Regions from separate parts of the Mus musculus genome. Here region 2 is linked to region 1. The links are chromatin contacts, called in public Hi-C maps. All regions are on one chromosome and are shown on one strand. Each heading gives the region's core, a stretch centred on a gene start, on an enhancer-like site or on the middle of the called end of the contact. The rest is flanking DNA. Distances are from core to core; before and after follow the strand shown.

What was found. A called contact is a pair of places that touch in the nucleus more often than the background predicts.
Region 2: a contact with region 1 is called in a Hi-C map of the N1E-115 cell line, with 6 times the contacts expected there. The contact joins two enhancer-like sites. A contact is called at or near these places in 8 of 484 Hi-C or Micro-C datasets (the N1E-115 cell line, Sertoli cells, cardiomyocytes and 4 more) and 1 of 9 other capture datasets (embryonic stem cells).

What each region holds. Positions count from the first base shown.
Region 1 is chr19:55,204,440-55,211,393 of GRCm38.p6, reverse strand. It overlaps Gucy2g (guanylate cyclase 2g), which reads left to right. Exons shown (of 21, transcript NM_001081076.3): 15 at 1,005-1,182; 16 at 3,391-3,531; 17 at 5,050-5,242. Among named protein-coding and RNA genes, the nearest start is that of Mir6715, 15 kb to the right of the region's middle. Within about 2 kb of position 3,038, at least 8 of the 459 cell types and tissues checked have an H3K27ac peak or open chromatin away from gene starts, as enhancers often do. A contact at or near this core is called in the N1E-115 cell line, where this site is marked.
Region 2 is chr19:56,130,043-56,136,996 of GRCm38.p6, reverse strand. No RefSeq gene overlaps it. Among named protein-coding and RNA genes, the nearest start is that of Gm31965, 22 kb to the left of the region's middle. Within about 2 kb of position 2,691, at least 44 of the 459 cell types and tissues checked have an H3K27ac peak or open chromatin away from gene starts, as enhancers often do. A contact at or near this core is called in the N1E-115 cell line, where this site is marked.

The DNA.
Region 1 (6,954 bases), core at 1,789-4,288:
GAGTAACTGCACCATAGGCAACATAGTATCTCTGAGTGGCAGAATTGCCAGTAGCTCCTTTTGTCGTCTTGCCTTATTTCAGGCACTGTGGAGGCACCCCACTTTCTCCTGCCCTAGTTTTAGCAAAGTCACATACACATGGCACCATTAGACTCTTCCCTTTTGTCCCAAATCCCATTTCCAGCTTCTCTCATGTCCTGATTCACATATATTTTTTAAAGCAATTTTTTTAATTTCTTAAATGCAACTGTTACCCAACAGTGCCTGTGTGTCTGTCTGTCATCACACTGTCAAACAGCATGTACCCAAGTAGGTACAAGGTTCCCATGTACCTACTCAACCATCTCCAAAGCTCTCAGCCATATCCAGACTAGAGTTTGGTTTTCTCGACCTCATTGCCAGCTCATGCAGACACGCACATGCACACACACACACACTCTTCCAGGGCGCTCTCTGCTTAGTAGCATGCATTTGTTGTTCATTTATATTCTGCAACATAGTATTTTTATGTTAAGATATGTATGCATTACTCTCAAAATATTTTCTTTTTTAAAAGGTGGGAATGAAATCCTTAACAAATGCTGCTGGAAGCTGGACAGGGAAGGGAAAGGAAGCAGGTTTACAAAACTGGACAGACAGGGAGACAGTAGCCTTTTATTCATTAAAGCCACTTTTATGAAGCATGGGATACAAAGTTGCATGACGCACACTTTGGAGACTCAGCACCACATGCCTCTAGATTTGTGAGGTCACTCAGAAGGGGTCTGCTTTAAAAAGCCTCAGTTTGGAAACTGATGGGTCAGAGGTCGTGTCTACATTTCCACTGGACTCTTTACTTTTCTAGAAGGATCTAGAACACCTGTGCACCTCTAGATCATCCTGAAATTCAAATATATTGCTTATTTTGACTTTGCTTTTAAGCTGGAGGATGCCGTCACTATTTAGACAGTTGTGTCTTGAGTGATCAGACTAGCTTGCTTATCCAAACCCCTCATGGGTTTCAGAAATCATCAGCCGCATCAAAGACCCCCGGGCACCCGTTCCGCTTCGGCCGTCCCTGTTGGAGGATAAAGGTGATGGAAGGATTGTGGCCCTAGTGAGGGAGTGCTGGGATGAATCTCCAGAGCTAAGGCCCATCTTCCCTTCCATCAAGAAGACGTTACGAGAAGCCAGTCCCAGAGGGTAAGTTAAATGTGCAGTAGATTATTCCTTCTCCAATGTAGCCATTGGGAATTGGAAAAAAAATCATGTCGCCTATTCAACCCTCTCCAAAACTCTCAGCCACACCCAGACTATAATTTTGCTTTTCTAGACCTAATTACCAGATCATGTGCACACCCCCTTTCACACCAGCTCCCTTTATTTAGTCAGATGCACTCAGTGTTCATTTATGTTGTTGTAACAGTTTGTATGACTCTTCTCCCCCCCCCTACTTCCCTTCCTCCCACCCCCTTCCCTTCTGTTCCATTCCTTTCCTTCCCTGCCTCCTTCTCTCTCTCCTCCTCTCGTGGCTCTTCTCCATCTTCCCCCCTCCTCTCTCTTCTCTCCCGTCATCATATTTCCACTTAAAGTCCACCATATGCAAAGTTCTACACGCTGGCTCAGGTGGAGTGCTCAAGTGTTCTGTCCATTTTGTGAACGAGGAACAGACATTAGCAATGCCATGGGCCCATTCAGACATCTCTCATCAGTCAAGGCTTTTCCCCAGGCCATTTTGACACTGCCTTAGTATATTTTTCAAATTCTTATTCTAAGGATCCTAACTACTGATTTGGTGTTGGACAATATGATAAAAGTCACGTACCAACTCCAGATTATCACTGAATTGTTTTCTTCTACAGAGCTGAGTGAGGGTCAAATCCAGGGCCTCGTGTGTGTTCGGCAAGGGCTTACCACTGGGCTAACCCCAACCTTGCAGTTGGTTATCGAACCTACCTCTCAAATCCCCTTTACAGTACCAGCATCTTACATATCAGGCTGATAGTACCATCTAAAACAGTAGTTATTTATGTGTATGTGTGTCAGTAGATGCCAGAAGTTGGTGTCAGATTCCCGGGAACTGGACTTACAGTCAGTTGTAAGCTGCCTTTTTGGATGCTGGCAACCAAGTAGAAAGCACTGTTAACCACCAAGCCATCTCTCCACCCCCATGATAGTATCTTTTTTCTTTTTTCCTTTTTTTTTTTTTTTTTTTGAGACACATTCTTACTACGTAGCTCTGTCTGGCTTGGAACTCCCTAGGACCTCCCTATGTAGACCAAGCTTGACCTAGACTCATGGCAGCTTTTACCTCCCCAGTGCTGGCATTAAAGGTGCGCGTCACTACTCCTGAACTGGAGGCTATAATATTTAATACACATTAAATGTTTAACTTTAACTTGAGGAGGCAGAAAGAACCCTGGCTCGAAAGTGTTTACTTCTAATTTGTTCATTTATCTTGGTATTGTGGGGCTGGAGAGATGGCTCGGTGGGAAAGAGCACTGGCTGCTCTTCCAGAGGTCCTGAATTCAATACCCAGGACCAAGCGGTGGCTCACAACCATCTAATGGCATCTGATGCCCTCTTCTGGTATGTCCGAAGAGAGCTACAGTGTACTCATAAACATAAAATAAATAAATAAATAAATAAATCTTTTAAGAAATTAAAAGAAAATTGTTAACTTGGCATGGTTAACATAACAAGCCTGTGTTCTTCTCCAGGTCACAATAGTTTTTTAATTGCTGATTTTTATATTATCTTAATGTACATGAAATATCGGTACTAATGGTATAAAAATATAATGTTTCAATATATGTATACTTTGCCAACTAACATAATGTATCTTGGATTGGTAGATATGTCCTTGACTTTTTACTCAGACAATATGATCCCAACATTAAGACAAACGTATTTCCTACCTGAGTCTTAGTCTTCTCATCTAAAAGGTGAGCAGCATAAGCAACTTCATGGGGGGCATTTCTGGAATGCAGTCCCGCAGATCCATGCTGGGCAGTCTGAGAAATGTCCCAGTTTGCAGTCTGTACCTTTTGGCTTCGTTGTGACCATGGCAAGGAGCATGCTGGGAAGTGAAGACGAGTCATCCAAGTCCACTGTTGAATGTCTGCTGGCCGCCAGACTCACCCCTAGGCAGTTTATACACGTTCGCGCCCAGAAATCCTAAGAAAACCGCACACAAGGTACATTTTTCAGAGGAGTAAACTGAGGCCCAGAGGAACCAAGGGCGCCGCTTCAGCTCAGGGCCGGGGACTCGCTACTGCCACGGGCAGTCCTCAGTAGCACACCCTAACTAAGGCAAGAAATGTCTCTGTGGGATAGGTATTTAGGAGTTGTGTGTTCACTGTGGTCCGATGGTTCCTGGGAGAGCACGCTAACACGTGCGTTCTTTTAAAGCCACGTGAGCATCCTGGATAGCATGATGGGGAAGCTGGAAACGTACGCCAATCACCTGGAGGAAGTGGTAGAGGAGCGGACCCGCGAGTTGGTGGCAGAGAAAAGAAAGGTGGAGAAACTCCTGTCTACCATGTTGCCAAGGTATTTAGGAGCAGTGTTGGGCAGGCCAAAAACAACCCGAGGATGATAAGCTGCCCTGTCTTAGTGTCTCTGAGCAGGAAAAATATTTCTGTTGTGTGTAATAATTAAAAAATAAGCAATCCTTGCTATCGCCTGCTACTCTCCGGCTCCATTCCCGCGGTTCATTCCCGCAGTTTGCACAGTTTTCTGTCATCCAACCACTGTGGCTAGCTGTCATAAATCCCTGTAACCCAGTAAAACTCTAGAGGCTTGTAATTTATCAGTCAGATTTATATCAGTAAATTCTCAACCCACGAAATGCCCACACAATGAACTGAGAGCCAACCTAGACTGGACAAATTGTCCTGTATATTAATCCATCTTTCCTATGACATTCATAGCTACCTGTGATCTTCTCTGTTCTTCTGTCCCTCTCTGTCTCATCTCTAAAACTCTCAGCCCGCCTTCTTTTCCCACTGCCCAATCAGAGGCTTCTAGCCTTATCTTTGCCTGCCCTCACCCGCATATCAATAGCAATGCACATTGTAACCCGCGATAATGTGCAATGGGTTTATATAAAAAAAATTAACGCAACATATTTCCATTGTTCTTTTTCTAAGAGGATATCAAGCTTTGTAAAAGGGGGCCAAGCAGGGAGAGAAGGGGGGGGGGAGGGGGAGAGAGATGGAGGGAGGGACTGAGGAAGGGATATATATATATATATATATATATATATATATACATACATATATATGCATATGCGTACGTATGTATGTATATGTATGTATGTGTGTATGTACGTATGTATGTGCAAAAGTTGGCAAGTCGATTCACCTTATTAATGAAAACACAGGCAAACAAACCACAGAAAATTCAAGTGTGGTTTATGTGGAAAGTGGTGAATGCAGTAACAGGATATAGCCACTAGATGGCAGGCTAGCTTCATGTCTCCTTTGTCTAGCTCAGAATGTGCCTGTGGCATCAACTAAAAAAAAAAAAAAAAAAAGCTTCAACGTTGTTTCTCTTTCCACCTATGCATCCTCTGACCTCCAGATGGAAGCATTTACTTTTGAAATGTTTGTGCATTTGCATGTCACCAGAAGAGTGGAAGAGGGGAATATTTATTTATTTTCTTTATTTTGAGATAGGGTCTCAATATGTAACCATGGCTGCCCTGGAGCTGACTGTGTTGACAAGTTTGTCTTTGAACTCACAGAGATCCACCTGCCTCTGTCTCCTGAGTGCTGAGATTAATGGCCCATACCTTTCTAGAGCAGTAGTTCTCAACCTATGGGCTGTGACCTGTCCCCGATTTCCACCCTTTCCTGCGGATTACAGCCACCACTTAAAAATCTCTGTAGAGAAAACACCAAGTGAATAAATGCGTGTCATTAAGTCCCTCTATATGGCAAATTTAATAAGTAAAAACCTAGCTCACCAAAGCCGAAGGGGCTGCAGAGGGTCGGCTCTGCCAAGAGCCTTGGAAGCGGAAACAAGCATGAGTTTGTTAAGACCCATCTACCCTTTCTCTGATTTCAGCTTCGTGGGAGAACAGCTAATAGCCGGAAAGTCTGTAGAACCGGAACACTTTGAGTCTGTCACCATCTTCTTCTCTGACATCGTGGGGTTCACAAAGCTGTGTTCCCTCAGCTCCCCCCTGCAAGTGGTGAAGCTCCTCAACGACCTGTACAGCTTGTTTGACCACACGATACAGAGCCATGATGTATACAAGGTGAGCCGAGGTGCCCTGGGCTGTGATGCACAGACTCCCCATCTGCTGTCTCCAGGCTGAGGACAGACCACCTCTCAGCTCGTCTCAATCCATGGCAGAACCCCGATGCTTGATTTCTGTCCATCTTCTCCGGAAGGGTCTTGATTAGCCACAAATGTGCACGCTTGTCCGGAGTCACTGGGTGGCGGCTGCAGATGACTCAGTCAGTAAAGTGATTGCCTCGCAAACTGAAAGACTTGAATTTGATCATCAGAATCCATGTAGGAATAAGCAGGGCTTCGTGGTGCTAAATTCTCAGCCCCACGGAGGCAGAGTGAGGCAGAGTGCTGGGATCTGACGGCCAAGCATCTTCATTCACAGGCCAGTGAGAGAGTCTGCCTCAAACACCAAGGTGCACAGTGGCTAAGGAATGACAACTGAGGTTTCCTCTGTCCTCCACACTCGCACTGCATTGCTATGAATATCCGTTCTTTGCCCATTATTTTAATCTCTCTCTCTCTCTCTCTCTCTCTCTCTCTCTCTCTCTCTGGTTTTTTTCGAGACAGGGTTTCTCTGTGTAGCCCTGGCTGTCCTGGAACTCACTCTGTAGACCAGGCTGGCCTCGAATTTAGAAATCCACCTGCCTCTGCCTCCCAAATGCTGGGATTAAAGGCGTTCGCCACCACGCCCAGCCCATTATTTTAATCTCGCAGAAAAGATGTTTGAAAGGAGGCAGTGGCCAGTACTGAGTGTATGTCTTTCAGATCCTGGGAAGCTCAAAGCTGCTACCTTTAGATTTGTGGATCTCATTTTTGTTGGTATGATCCAGGCTAAGTGGGAGATAGCAGATATGGCCTGTACAGTGTTACACAAAGGGGCCATATAGACATGGTCCCCCAGAGTGAGAAGGAGATGGAAGAGTGTAGGGTTATGTGTCCCATGTCTGCTCTGCCACAGGGCTCAGCTGCTCGGGGAGGCAGGATGCAGGAAGTTAGACCACCCTTACCCACCACTGTCACTGGGTGGGTGCTAGGCCATTGGGAAGCCCCAGGACACTGCTCCAGGGTTTGGGGGTGGGGAAGCTCAGTCTGGGGGTCCCAGGCCTGCAATGAGGCCAGGGGCCGTTTGGTTCTCAGGCTCTTGGACACCTAGGCACTGTTGGGAGCTGCAGAAGAGCTGAGAGTGGAGTGGGCTGGATCTAGCCCAGGGCTTGGGGGAGGGGGAAAGAGGGAGGAGTGGTCCCATGGTGGGAGTTCTTGGCTTGATGGCAGCAGCAGGCTTGAGCTTGCCTTGGTTGTGGCTGGGAACATAGAGAGGCCTTCTATGGAAGATTAGATGGTGGGTCTATAGGTGAAAGCTTTCTCCATGGCTCCCCACAGTAGATCCTGATGAAAAGAGGTAGTCCATGATTTTGAGACATTTATTGTCATGGTGGAAAGTGGATGAGTAAGACTGTGTCCCCCCCTCCCTTCTCAGGGTGGGCCTGATGTTAAATACCTTTGGCAGGGAGAAATGTGGGCACAAAGCTTATTAGCTAAGCCCTCCAGACCTCTTGGTACCTCATTAAAATGGAGACCTGTCTTGAGTCTACATGACCACAGGTTACATCCTCTACCTGTAGAGGGGCTTGGAGCATTGCCCTTATGTGCCTGATGACCACAAATCTATGGGGGGCTGTGGCTAGTGACAGGCCTGGTGCATGGCAACAGGCAAAACGCCTACCATCCCTTCAA
Region 2 (6,954 bases), core at 1,442-3,941, 930 kb before region 1:
AGTAAGTAGCGTTCCTCTCTGTCCCTCTGCTTCACTTTCTGCTTATGGCGTTCCCTCTTTCAGTTCCTGCCCTGACGACCCTCACTGATGACTGTGACCTGAGAGCTTAAGTTAGAATGAACTCTTTTCTCTCCACGTTACTTTTGGCCACAATGGGGTGTTTTGTTGTTGTTTGTTTTGTTTTGTTTTTGTTTTTGTTTTTTTACCACAGCAATAGAACCCCTAACGAAGCCATATGGCTTAGGAATGATTGGGCATAAATGCATCTTAATCACTTAGACTTTCCACTCGACTAGGCTCTCCTGGTATGTCTTAAGTGACAGACCCAGTAATCTCGGTTCCTGTAACATGGGTGTCATGGGATGGAGACCTCTACTGCCTAGAGCGGGGAGATGTGCTAGATAGATCACAGCAGCCTTACTGAATCACCCATGGTTCATAGGACACAAACACTGACTACAAACACCACCATACTTGCCCAAGAGCCCCAGCTAAGTAAAAGGACTTCAGCCCCTTCCAGGGACTTTATCAATACACCCTTTTTGTGTGGAATAAAACACCTCTTGCCCACGACTTGGGGCAAAGATTGTAAAAAAGTACTACTACTAATAATAATGATCTTGAGGGGGAAGAAAACACAACAGGGCTCCTAACGGCTCCCCACACAGCGCAGACTGTGTGGAAGCTAAGAGAGGCACTGATATCTTAGTCTTTTACAGCTCCATACAGCTTAGATTTCTTACCACAGCTATGCATTGTTTCATCCTAAGACATGGAAACAACGGTCCGGTGCTCAGGGGCATGCTCTGTGGAAACTGCCCAGAGAACCTTCTCCACAAAATAAAATAATTTAAAAAATCTTTCTTTTTGGGAAATTACTTCCTGTAGGAAGCCCTTCCAGGTGGAGCCTGCCACTGCTATTTCTGCAAGAGCTGCCCTTTGCCTTACCTGAGTGATGAACTTTGCTAATCCAGCCTACTACTAACCAACCCACCCTAGAGCTACAGCATCAGTAACAACTCAGTAAAAGGCCTGGGGAGCAAGGCCTACAAACAGTGCGAGCGAGGTGCCTGCTTGGTCTGAGCATTTCTCTCGAGGAGGCCAACAGTGTGTTACCAGTTTTGGCCTCCTGTCTTGTCTTTATGACATGTGTTCTGGTGGGACCAGAGCCAAGGGAGCCAAGAAACGCTCCAGAGGCCTGACCCAGGCTCAAAGTTCTGGGAAGCCTTCCCTCTACATGTGACTTCTTAGCTGGGAACTGGAAGATGAGGAGACAGGCTGATGAGGTGAGAGGGCTGGGGAGGAGGCTCCGTGGATTTGGGCTGAGCACACAGGCAGGCTCTGAAGAATACAATACTTAGTTCCCAAGGATAGGAGAGGAGGCCCAGCCTTCAGGAGCCTCAGAGCCTCGAGGGCAGGCATAGGATGGGGCCAAGTCACGTGATGTCTTAAAGAGTGTGGGATTTTAAACTTTTCCCTGAGAACAGTTCAAAGTTCTGGAGAGATTTCTCCTAATGGGCTTATTCCACTTTGCCCCACTGGGTCCAAACTCAATTCCTGGCAATTAATGGGCACCTTGTGATCAGCTTCATAGCAGAACCAAGCCACCCCAGAGAAGATCCTCTAAGCAAGGTGACATATGTCGCCTCTTCCCCGCTCTCTTTGTCTTTTGCTATCTAGTATAGAACATAAAATCTACCCAGGGAACTGTGGCAAGGAAGGCAAACTAAGTTAACTCTTCCGGCCTCACAGTCTTGCCCTGAGCTTCAAAATGGACATTGGATACCGCCACCCTGACCAGTGAGACAAGCAAATTAAAACTGGTGGGTCAGGAGTGGCTGGGGGTTTGCCAAGGACCCCCTGGCAGGTCCCAGGTACTCTGAGCATCATGCTTTGGCCGGTAGTCAAGGAAGGATCCCCCCAATCTCCTGTCTAAAATATGTATTTATAGGTTTAATTATGTGAATTCACTTGCCCTTTGCTCAAAGAAAGTAGATACAGGGGCATTTTAATGCTCCACAGAAATGAAACTGTGTTGAAGCCAGCCTGACCTCAGACCGAATGTCAGAGCCGTTGGATTTTTTCAGCAGAAACATAATACTTTTTATAGAATGGGAAGTCAATTGAGAAATCATAAAAAAAAAAAAAAAAAAAAGTAGAGTTGGGAAGGGCTTTGTGCTCACCAGGGTTAGGTCCCTAGAGCCACTGTAGCCTTGTTCCCTGTGGGGAAGGGTCTAATGTTTTGTCCACTTAAGTTTTAAATATCTCAACCAATGGCTCATTCCTGGGAATACCTCTCCCGGGGCGCTAGATCTGGCCCTGCCTGTCAAGGCCCCTTCCTTGCTCCTCCATCTCACTCAGCTCAATGATATAGACAGGCATCTGCAGCGTTTGAAGCAAAAAAAGCCTTGCCTTTCTTTCCCTTTCATCTCCATTTCTCCTACCTGTGGAAACTTCCAGATCTGGAACGGGGCGGGAAGGAAGAGGCAGAGAAAGGAGGCAAGCTGAATATTTGTTCTGAAAGCGGCCATTACAAGAAGCCAAACCCCAGGCCTGGAGCCGACATTTCAGCTTTGGGAACAGGCAGGATCCATGGAACCTGCCTCACTGAAAGCTCAAGGAACCAGCTCAGAGCGGAGCTGCCTCTCGCCGCAGTAGCTGGGACAGAAGGTGGCAGCACAGCACCAGGCTGTAAGGTCTGCAGTCGTTGGAAGCTGGGGACCATCCTAACCCTTCCGGGCGTCCAGATCCCTCCTCTAGCGTCAAGAGTGTCCTGCTTAGGCTAGGAGTGACCCAAAAATCAGCTTTTAAAAGGCAAACCTCAAACATCCAGAAGTGTTCGAACGTGGTCGATTTTCTATGTAAAAACATCATGTTGCTAGAGTTTAAAAGATTCCAAATGGGGTCATAGGGAGGATCCCAAAGGACTTAAACATATAAAGTTACCCTCTTATCCCATGTAGGTAATTTTTAAATAAATTCAGAATACGTGCATCTTTCTTCCTTTGCGCTCTACAGCACTTCTCCAGCCATCTCTGAATTTCCCTTTGGTGTTCCTGTTTTCATTTGCTGATTTAAAAAAAAAAAAAAAAAAAAAAAAAACTTGTTTGGTAGTGTTTGCATGTAGTCCTTCCAAAGCAGGGATCCACACAGTAAGCACTTCTGACTCAAGAGCTGGACCCCTGCTGGGGAGCCAATTAAATGCACTGCCCACCAGGGAGAGTGTGATATTTTTTATTACTTTCTAATTTCGGGCCCTGAAATGGCTTCAGTGATCAGAACGTTTTTTTCTGCCTTAGAAACCTAAAGGAGCCAGCGAAACGATGCCTTTGATTTGTATTTTATTTATATCGGTCCATACTGGCCAAGTGCACACTAAGGATTTCCCTGGGGCCTCAGAGGGTTGCAGGAGTGGAAAAGCAAGACAAAGAAAAAAAAAAAAAAAAAAAAAAAAAAGCACAAAACTTTCTCACCCAGTCGCCTCTGCAGAGCAGGGAACTGTCAGGAACACTGGGAAAGGCTTTTTTGAGAAGTCGGTGAACTGAGAAAAAATGGATAGAAGAATTGGAACAAAACCATTTCAGTGGATTTAAATCTATTTAAACGACAATAGTAAATCAAAGCCATGCCTCTTTCTCATTACCAGTGGCCCCAGTGGTAGGGCCTCATAAATGCTGGCTAAGAAAGACTTGTGTTCCTTTCTAAATACATTCACAGGAAGCCCCACCCAACCCAAGGTGCAAGGATGCTTGCTTCTAAACTCCTGTTTGTTTTGCGTTTCCTTCTCTTCTAAAAAGCATCAGCTTCCAGCAGAAAAGCTTCGAAGGGGCAAGGAGGAGATCCAAACAGACGCTAATGAGGAAAAGAGAAAGTGAAGTCAAACTCTCCCTGAATGCCTGGATGTTTATTTATTTATCTTTGCAACAAGCAAGGATGCTTTAAAATCTAGAAGCACTCCTGGATAAAGCAAACCAGACCAAGTAGCTCACAAAACACCAGAAGCTCAAATTCTGAGCTGTTCCAAATCCTATTCACCTGCCAATGGGGTCTTGGCTGAAAGTCCTCGTCTTTTGTTTTTTCTTTTGTTTTTGTTTTTCCCTTTTTTCTTTTCCTTTTCTCCCGACTCACTGTTTAGCCAGAAGGTAATTCTGAATGCTTATGGGGGAGGGGGGACATTCCTACTAGCTAGTGCTCCCCTTAAAAACAGGAGCTGTTTCAATTCCCATTAAGCTGCTCTCTATGATGTAAAGTCTTTTAATGAACAGTCAGCTCGCGTTGAGACTATACGTGTCGAACCCTGCTCGCTAACAATTTTCATAAAATGTGATTCAAGAATTAAAAATTGCAGTGCTCTAAGAAGGTGGCTACTGTATGTTATTAGACAATGCTCTGCCAAGGCAATCTTTCCTATCTCTTACGCAGAAATCCCATGGGAACAAAACTGTTTACTCTGATTGTGTACAGCCTCTGCAAGTACCACTTTATCATAGGATTTAAAGTTCAACAACTTAGCAGACAGTATTTATTATTTAAGGAAAGGCTAAGTGTTTCTTCTGGGCTTCTCCGACTTCAAAATCACAAAGCAACCCCTCTCCTCTCTCTGCTTCCCTTCTTTCTGTTCCCTTCCTTTTCCCTCCCTTCTTTCCCTCCCTTTTCTTTCTTTCCTTCTTTCTGTCTGTCTGTCTGTCCGTCCGTCCATCTTCCTCCCCTCCCTCCTTCCTTCCTTTCCTCCCTTTTAACTTGCAAATTGGATGTTGTTGAGTTCTTAAAGTCCTTAACAATTCATTATCCCTTCAGGAAAATTTAACTCGATTACTTAAAATGGCCAATCTCCACTTTAAGGGAGAATATTCTATATAACTTCAGCTTAAAAGGCAATGTCCCAGATTAAATACATATACATATATATATATATATATATATATATATATGCGCCCCCTTTTAAAAGGCAGAGGCAATTATACAATAAGCAGAAGCAGACGCACTTGAGTGAATTCACGGACACACAACAGAGAATGGAACGCTGAGGTGTTTCACCAAGGTGTGCCCTGGACCTGTGTCACCCCAGCTCACAGAGGCCCCATTTCTTCCCACAGGTTTCTCTAACAACTTCTCTCCTCTTGCGTGAGACAGCAGATTGTTGGCCTCTGGGAAGCGGCACTATTTCCAATCAACCAATTTGGCATGTTGTGTTTTACAGTTTCTAAAATGAATGCCAAATCCAAACAAAGACACGGCTGGCGTGGGTGGGACTTAGTTGAAGAGGACCTTGTCATCTGGTCCCTTCAAATCTGTTCGTTATCAAAACTGGCTTCCTAGTTTTTAAAGGCCTGCTGTTAATTGATCATCCTGTAATTAGGCACTGGTAATGACCAAGTTTTCCAGGACTCTAGCTTAAACATAGGACTTCAGAGAAGTCTAGAAGCTGACAAGAGAGAGGGAGATGGCGTAGAGATACAGGGAGGTGGGAAGGCTCCTTCCAGCTGCCCCTAGCTCGCCTCACGCTCCAAAGCAAGGATACAGAACAATGCTGACTGAGTCCTCGCATTGAGCAGAGCTAAACTTTTAGACTGCTCTAAGGAATGTCTTCCCTAATATCCGTGTGAATTACGAAGTTAACTTGTAACCGGATGCCAGGGGTCTGCTCTTCCTGTTCATTCAGAATGCTCCCATGTTTAGCTCATCACAACCCTGGAGTTTGTCTCGGTTTTCAACCTGTTCTCATTTGGATGTTAAAAAGGAACGGGGTTTCTTTTTAAGTCGCTTTGATTTCACAGTTTCAGTGAATCCATCCACGAACCCCCGAAGAGTATGTGGGCAGAATGAAGTGAGGGAGGGCAAGGAAGAGGGTGCAGAGAAGACCATACAAAACAAACCAACTATTTAATGACTCGCTTTCCCAAAGGGGACTTCTGGCCACCCGCCTAGCCCTAAGCCACACTTACCTGGGGTAAGCTATGTCCAGGAAACACAGCCCCTGGAAGCCTGGACAGCAAGCAAGCACAATCTTTTTAGAACCACGGCTGATTCCTTAACGTCTGTTTCTTGCACCCCCACTTTTCACTCCACCGTTTTAATTTAAGATTTCCTCCATCATCCTTAAATACACAGCTTTCTACGGCAAGGAGTGACTCTTTAGAGTCCCCATGTGCCCATAAAATCCAACCTCCGAGATTTTATTAATAATCATAAAAACATCAGTGCCCATCAAGATCACTTTGGAGAGTGCAAGGCAATGTTTCCTTAGCCTTGGGATTGTTTGAGGCTGATGCAAAAGTGCAAAGGGTTAAGGTGGGACTTGATCTGCCCCTGTCCCCTGTCACTCACTGTTCACTTGTAAGGACAGGCTCATAAGTGGTACCTACAGTCAGATGCAACTCCCTCCCAAGGAAGCCTTCCAGCCTCCATCCCATCGGGGTATACCTTTATCTGTGACTTGGGGAGGCATGAGGGCACCTTGCATGACATATTTTTTTATGGAATGAGGATGTGGGTTTTAGTAGTCTGATAAGTTCCAGCATGGAGTGTTTAAGAGGACCAGCCAGCCCTAAGCACCAGACAGTTTGAAGAAAAATAGAAAGAGCAAACTTGGAGGTGACCCCTGCTCAGGGATCAGTACATTGGTTCACAAGACTCACCTGTCAGAGAAACTGGACTGTGTGATTGTGAGCCTCTGTCAGAGGCTCGCCCACGTGAGGATCCCCCACCTGTTCTCGTCACCATGTACTTTAAGCCTTGTAGTTGGACCAAGCTCTGAGCAGCAATTTTCAAAATCCTTAACAAGTAAAATGTTGAGAGATTTGCGGTCAGCTTTGTGGCTACTTTGACCAAGTGTCTGACAGAAACTAGGCAAATGGAATAATTGTTTCTGCTGTTCAAGGTCTGGGGGTTCTACACCATGCCAGCAGCAAAGGCTTCATGGACATCACATCATGGCAGGCAAGAAATGGCGTA